Linked DNA regions of Mus musculus: region 2 is linked to region 1. Evidence: chromatin contacts called from public HiChIP or PLAC-seq data. All regions are on one chromosome and are shown on one strand. The core of a region is the stretch at or near the end of the contact, and the rest is flanking DNA. Distances in the headings are between cores, read along the strand shown.

What was found. HiChIP or PLAC-seq counts read pairs in DNA pulled down with a chosen protein or histone mark.
Region 2: a CTCF HiChIP or PLAC-seq map of large pre-B cells shows a contact between it and region 1, with 3 times the contacts expected there. The contact joins two enhancer-like sites. A contact is called at or near these places in 1 of 15 datasets of contacts at CTCF or cohesin (large pre-B cells), 2 of 484 Hi-C or Micro-C datasets (embryonic stem cells and myocytes) and 1 of 9 other capture datasets (embryonic stem cells).

The regions. Positions count from the first base shown.
Region 1 is chr5:136,463,035-136,466,402 of GRCm38.p6, forward strand. All of the region lies in intron 2 of Cux1 (cut-like homeobox 1), which reads right to left. Among named protein-coding and RNA genes, the nearest start is that of Gm16599, 72 kb to the left of the region's middle. Within about 2 kb of position 1,722, at least 99 of the 459 cell types and tissues checked have an H3K27ac peak or open chromatin away from gene starts, as enhancers often do.
Region 2 is chr5:136,753,062-136,756,429 of GRCm38.p6, forward strand. It overlaps Col26a1 (collagen, type XXVI, alpha 1), which reads right to left. Exons shown (of 13, transcript NM_001346699.1): 6 at 1,854-1,952; 7 at 1,132-1,284. Among named protein-coding and RNA genes, the nearest start is that of Myl10, 61 kb to the left of the region's middle. Within about 2 kb of position 1,605, at least 22 of the 459 cell types and tissues checked have an H3K27ac peak or open chromatin away from gene starts, as enhancers often do.

The DNA.
Region 1 (3,368 bases), core at 472-2,971:
TTTGCCAGCAGCAGGACACTGCTGTGGGGTGACTAAAGCGTCATTTCAGGCCACGTCCAAAGATATTTTGCTTGTGGCTTTAAAGTTTCCTTTAAAAAGTCCAGAAATCAAAATAGGTGACCCCACCAAATTAGTTCTCTGTTCAGACTGAGCCTGTTATTTCACTGAGGGCTTCTGAATAATCAGGCTAGTTAGAGTGGCTCATGCCCATAACCCCTAGTACTTGGGAGGCTGAAGCAAGAGGGTCACCACACATTTAAGGCCAACTAAGGCAACAGAATATGAAGACCCTGTTCCAAATACCAAAAGGGATCAGGGGCTATAAGCACTCTTATTAAGAGTGCTTCACTGGCATACACAAAGCCTTGGGTTCCATCTCTAGCACCACACACACATACCCCTTGATTAAGGCAGGAGAATTCCAAGTTCAGGGTCATCTTCGACTACATAGCAGGTTCAAGGCCAGCAGAGAACATAAGACTTTGTCTCAAAAATGGAAAGGAAAGAGAGAAGAAGGAAGGAAGAAGGGGAACAGAGTAGGGGAGGGTCTTGCTTCTGGCTAGTCTGAGAGGTTTGATCATGTACCTGGAGCTCTAAAGATAGCACTTTTTTTATATCCTGATGAGGCAACATGTCTCCACACTCCCAAGACTTTCTTCTAAAACCACTGGAGATGTTCCCAGCATCCACATAGGGCTGAACAGAGGGATACTGTCAAGCTTGCATAGAGCCTGGTGTACTGAGATTATTTTAAAGGAAAGTGAGTCAAATTTTAAACCTGGCACCAATGTATTGATCTGTGTGTCAGCTGTTGCTTCTAGATGTCAGCCCACTCTGTGCTCTTCCAAACCCTGGCAGCTGCCCAGCTGGAATCCTGAACACCTGCCCCAAAGACTTTCTGGGGTACCTCAGTCTGCATCTTCTTTTCATCACCAAGCTCGTTCTTGGTCATGGGCATCTTCCTCATGTCCTGTGACGCCCCCTTCTAAGCCCACAACTGCATTGTTACTTACTTCCAAGCTTCATCCTCTTAGCCACAGCTACTGGGAAACATCAAGCTTCCTGTGGACTCTTGCACTATATCCATGTGAGGCATGTTCACAACCTTGAGCAAGGCTCAGCCTAGAACCAATCCATCGTCCCAGCCTGGGTTAAGAACTGTGTACTCTCTCCCTCTCCTACCCTCAGGATGCAGTAGCACTTTGGGCAAGTCAGGCTGCCTGCACATCCTACCAAGAATCCAACTTTTGCTCAGAACCTATCCCCAGTGTCTGGCACAGATCCAGGCAGAGAGGGATTCCCTCTTCAACACAGTTTCCCAAAGTCTTTGTAAATAAACATGAAGAAACTCCTAACTAAAACTGACAAAAATCCAAAGAACAGGAAGTCAGAGGCAACTGAAATACATCAGTAACTGTTTCCCTTCTCGGCAGTAAACCAGGAACTGAGTTCAGCAAACTGGGTTTGCTCTGTTCTTCTGGTCTTAGCTCTGAGGATCAGAAACAGCAGACTGTGACCAACCCTTCCTCCCCCAGGACCAGCTCCAGGAAGAGGATCATGATCACATACCTTGAGACCCTGAAACCTTTAAAGGAGAACAGTGGGCAAGAGGGCACACTGACTTCTCCAGTAGTAAACTAAATACCCCATATGCCCTCTGGGAAGCCTGCAGACTCCATACTGGGATGGTAAATCCTAAAGACAGATGGCCTAAAGAACAAAAGCAAGAGCTAGGGGTGCAGCTCATTGGTGGAGTGCCTGCCTTCAAGGCAAGGGCTCTACCCCTGAGCTATACTTCTAGCCCTTCGCTGGCAGATTTTAGGCAAGAAGTCTACCACTGTGCTTTCTTTCTTTAACTTTTATTTGTAATGGGCTCTCACTAAATTTCCCAGACAGGCCTTAAACTCTCAAGCCTGCTGCCCCAGTCTTCTGAGCAGTTAGATTTACATGCCGGTGTCATCTGTCTCAAAAAGGGAGGGGGGCTGGTGTACTGGTACACACCGGTAACCTTAGTAACCTCAGCACTTGCAAGGCAAAGGCAGGAGGGTCAGGAGGTCAAGGTTAGCCTTAGCTACATGGAGAGCTCAAGGTTATTCGGGGCTATATGAAATCTTGTCTTAAGAGAGTAGATTACATTCAGAACTTAGAAAATGACCAATGCCATTTTTATAACCAAAACCTCATAGGAAAGGACACAATATAGACTTACTCCTGGCAAAATTATTCCTCTTGCTCTGGGTGGTGCTGAGCATAAGTCCTTATTGTATGCCCTGCTTGTGACACTTGTCACTGAAAAGTACTCACTCACCAGAGAACATGAAGGCTAGCCCAGTGAGTGCCCATAGAAGTGCTGGGCAGACAAATGAGCACAGAGAAACAACTACTGCTGGCTTAGCTGGACATGAATAGCTCACCTTCTTTCCTTGGTGTGAGCCTTATCAAGATAAGGAGGAGAGTGCCTCCATCAGGCACCTCCATGCAGAATATGATGCCGCACTGACCACGGATGTGGCCTCATTAGTCATCGTGGCCAGTTGTGGGAGGAACAGACTCCCAGCTGAGCTGAATGAGGAATGGAAAAGCTAAAGTGATCTACCAGCAGCCAGTAAAGCAAGGCTGTGCTCTTGCTGAGCTGCTTCCTCTATGCCGGGAACGAGAGAATGGAAGAGAGGATGCAACTGGGAGCAGTGGTGGGCAGAACATCAGCTGCTTTTGACTTGAGGAGAAGGTAGTACTGTCCCATGATGGCTCCATTCTACAAGAGGCTTTGGCTGGCCAAGAAGAAAGGAAAACAAGGAGGGGAAACCCTCAAACAAGTGCACTGGAGGGAGACGTACTGCTTACTTTCTGCCTAACGTCAGTAGGCTGGCAGGGGACAGGGGCGACAGAATGTCTCCTTTCTGCAGCCAGTTAGTTGGGGTGGGAGTGGGGTGGAGATACTGTTGAAGTGAACTTCGTCTGAAATAACACGGAGGACGAGGTGTCAGCAAAACACACACCTGCAGAAACTGGGCCTCTGAGAATGAGAAGTCAAAGAAAAAAAAAAAAAAAAAAAACCCTTTTGTTCCGTTTCACTTGTTCTGTGAAAGCAAATCTATGCCCTAGTGTCTCCGCTCTGCAGACAGCCGGTCTCCCCACTGGGAATGTTACTGTGCTGGCCCTGACACTCCACCCTGCGTGCTTTGGGAGTAGTCTTTTTCTCCCTGAGTCATACTTTTCTGGACATCTTCCAGCCCTCAAGCTAAACCTGTAATACCCTAAAAAGGTAGATGAGCAGTGCTTCTAGGATTTAAGTCTTTCTCCACCTACTGGAACAGAAGTTGTGGATGTTTCTACCTTAACGAATGCAAAAACAGACCCAGGAGACA
Region 2 (3,368 bases), core at 355-2,854, 290 kb after region 1:
ACCTCTACACCTAAACTCTGGCATGTCCCTATCAATAAATAAATACAACAAATTTACTTTAGTGTACTCTTCTTTTTTGATGCAATTTATTTTTGAGGTATTGGAGATTGAACCCCAAGGCTCATAATGTACTATGTACTATGTAAGTATTCTACCACTGAGTCACGCCCCCAGCTCCTCCCTGGGGAATTCTAGGCAGGGGCTCTACCACTGAGCCACGCCCCCAGCCCCTCCCTGGGGGATTCTCGGCAGGGGCTCTACCACTGAGCCACGCCCCCAGGCTCTCACTGTGGGACTCTAGGCAGGGCCTCTACCACTGAGCCACGCCCCCAGCCCCTCCCTGGGGGATTCTCGGCAGGGCCTCTACCACTGAACCACGCCCCCAGGCTCTCACTGTGGGACTCTAGGCAGGGCCTCTACCACTGAGCCATGTGCCCCAGACCTACTTTTTTTTTTTTTTAATATGCTTTTTTTTTTCCCTCTTGAGACAGGGTTTCCTTGTGTAGCTGAGACAGGTCTTGAGTTTGCTGGATATCCCAGACTAACTTAAAGCTAGCACTGAGTCTACTGTGTCAGCCTCCCAAGCCCAGCTCCTCCAAGGTTTTTAAATCACCCCAGGGCTAGGGTTAAGGTGAGGTTAAGATCAGGGTTAAGCACTTAGCCAGACCTGCTCCTCCTTCAACTGCTCTCCTCTGCCTCCCTCTGGTCCCTGAGACCCAGAGTCTCTGACCCCATGCTCTGCGCCCCCACAAAGCAGGTGTTTTATGTGGTCTGCGACTCACACAGGTCACACTGTGGTCCCTGAGAACAAGCAGGTCTCTGCCACTTTTGTGTCAGTAAACACCTGTTAGTATCTTACAGTGAGAGACCACAGGGAAGAAAATGTTTCAGGGGTGCTCCTGGTGGGGGAGCCTCGCCAGCTGCAGGCGGAGCCGGGAACCATCAGACCTGGTGAGCTAAGCCTGGGGCCAAGAGCAGGCTTGGAGGCGGTCTCCATGGAGCGACCAGGCCTCCTGTCCTGGATGATCCCTGATATTAGCGACTCTTAGCTTCTCTGGGATCCTTAGCGAAAGCTAGTTTCCCTCAACAGACAGTTTGGCTCACCCACCCCCGACCTGACCCAGCACTCACTCTCCTTGTCTGTTGGTGTCTGCAGGGAATACAGGACGCCTTGGGGAGTGTTTGGCAAGAGGCCAGGACTTCCTGCTGGGCCAGGAGGGCCTGGTGGACCAGGGCGCCCCATCTCTCCAGGGAGCCCGCGTGGCCCCGGTGGTCCCAAGAGACCTACAATGAAGAGCAGAGGCTTTAGGTGAGACCAGCGGCTGCGATGTTACAGACAAGGGAACTATGGCCCTGAAGAGGAGTGGCCAAGGACATTTGTCCAGTCAGTGACAAGTCTCCGGGCCCACAGTCCTCCTGGGAGGTCAGTGGGACATCTTCCTCTTTCTGGCACAGGGACAGCAGAGGGTGGACATGACAGAGTTAGGAGTGGGATCGGCACAGGCTCCAGCCAGATGTCTTGGGACTCGGGAGTAGTTTAACTCTGGAGCAAGGACAGAGCGTGAGCCAGCCCTGAGCAGGCATTGGAGCTCTGCAGCGCGCAGGGGATCATGGGATTCCTGCATGGGGTTTCAGGTGCTTGGAACAAACCCTGGGCCTTAGCAGCGCCATCCCCACCCCAAGGGTCCCAGTAGACTCTTGTCCTGCAGCACCTCTGAGATTGGGGAGAGGAGAAAGGTGAGAAGGAAGTAATAAATTTGGGGTAACAAGCAAGATTAAGGTACACAAAATGCCACCCATGCCCAGGTACAAAGCAAACTCCTGTCTCCACTCCAGGGGACAGGGCTCCTTACCTGGAGGTCCCACTGGGCCCTTCTCTCCTGTCTGGCCCTGTTCACCTTTGGAACCTGGAGGTCCTGCAGGTCCAGGTGGTCCCATCTGTCCTGGAGGTCCTGAGGAGAGAATTATGGGAGAACACTGTGGACTCAGATGCCATAGAGGCTCCAGTTCTGGTCACATGGGTTGTGTGCTCAGATGAGTGATAGGCAGGGGCTCTACCACTGAGCCACGCCCCCAGTCCCTCCCTGGGGGATTCTAGGCAGGGGCTCTACCACTGAGCCACGCCCCCAGCCCCTCACTGGGGGATTCTAGGCAGGGGCTCTACCACTGAGCCACACCCCAGCTCCTCACTGGGGGATTCTAGGCAGGGGTTCTACCAAGAGCCACGCCCCCAGCCCCTCCCTGGGGGATTCTAGGCAGGGGCTCTACCACTGAGCCACGCCCCCAGCACCCGGGTATACTGGTCATGAGAGTTGAGAAGTTGCCTTTCCCTGTCTGTGATCCCAATGACTGAGTTTGTTTTCCCCTTTTGGGTAAACTGAGCAGCTGAGAAGCATGGTCTTCCACTGCCAGCCACAGAGTCAAACTGTAGCTTGTTTTCTCAACATCCTTTCTTCCTGCTGTCTTCTTGCTCAGGGTCCAGAACTGCAGTTGTGGCAGCTGAGCCCAACCTTCCCTGAGGGTCTGCAGGGCCAGGCCTTCCCTCTTGAATCACTATCTCTTGAAATATTCTGGAGGCCTGAGTGTGCCACCACGGAGCAGGCCCAGTTATCCCAGCACTGAAGAGGCTGAGGCAGAAGAATCAAAAGTTCAAGGCTAGCTTGGGTGACATACTTTGTCTTACTTCTGAGTCAGCTGAGGGCCGTGTATGGAGCACAGCATTTAAAATTGCATTTGACTCTGGTCTGTGAGAGAGTCTCTAAAGAACCTCTTGCTGGAAAATCTCACTCAAGGAGGCAGGAAAACGCAGGAGTCACCATTAGCGGGGTGTGTCTGCCACCTGCTGGCCATGCCTGGAACTTCACTTTCTCTGATAAAGTTCCAATCAAGAGCATCAATGAGTTTTGAGACTATGTAACACAGGAGATTTGGGGCCTGGGATCAGGGGCATATGTGTGAACTCTAGAGGTGAATCCTGGGGTTCATCAGGAGAGGAGAAAGAGGGGACTAGATCATATTCCCAGGACCTCCAGGCACTTACCTAAAGTGTCTGAGTTTTAGTTGCTATCTCTAACTTGTTCGTTCACATGCTTTGATTTAAGTTGGGAATGACACGTACAGCCAGGCATGGCTGCTTGCACTTATAATGCAGCACTGTTGGAGCGGGGTGGCAGAGAAAGAGGGATCGTGAGGGGTTGCTAGCCTCCAGCCTAGCTCCAGGGTCAGTGAGAGACCCTGTTTCAGGGAATAAGGTAGAGGACACATGATGCAAACTTGTGAATTTATCAAAATATCTAGGGGGGACACAGTGGGGACAGTGACCCATCTTGAAGGACATCTCACCCCCACATCCACCACCACCATCATCA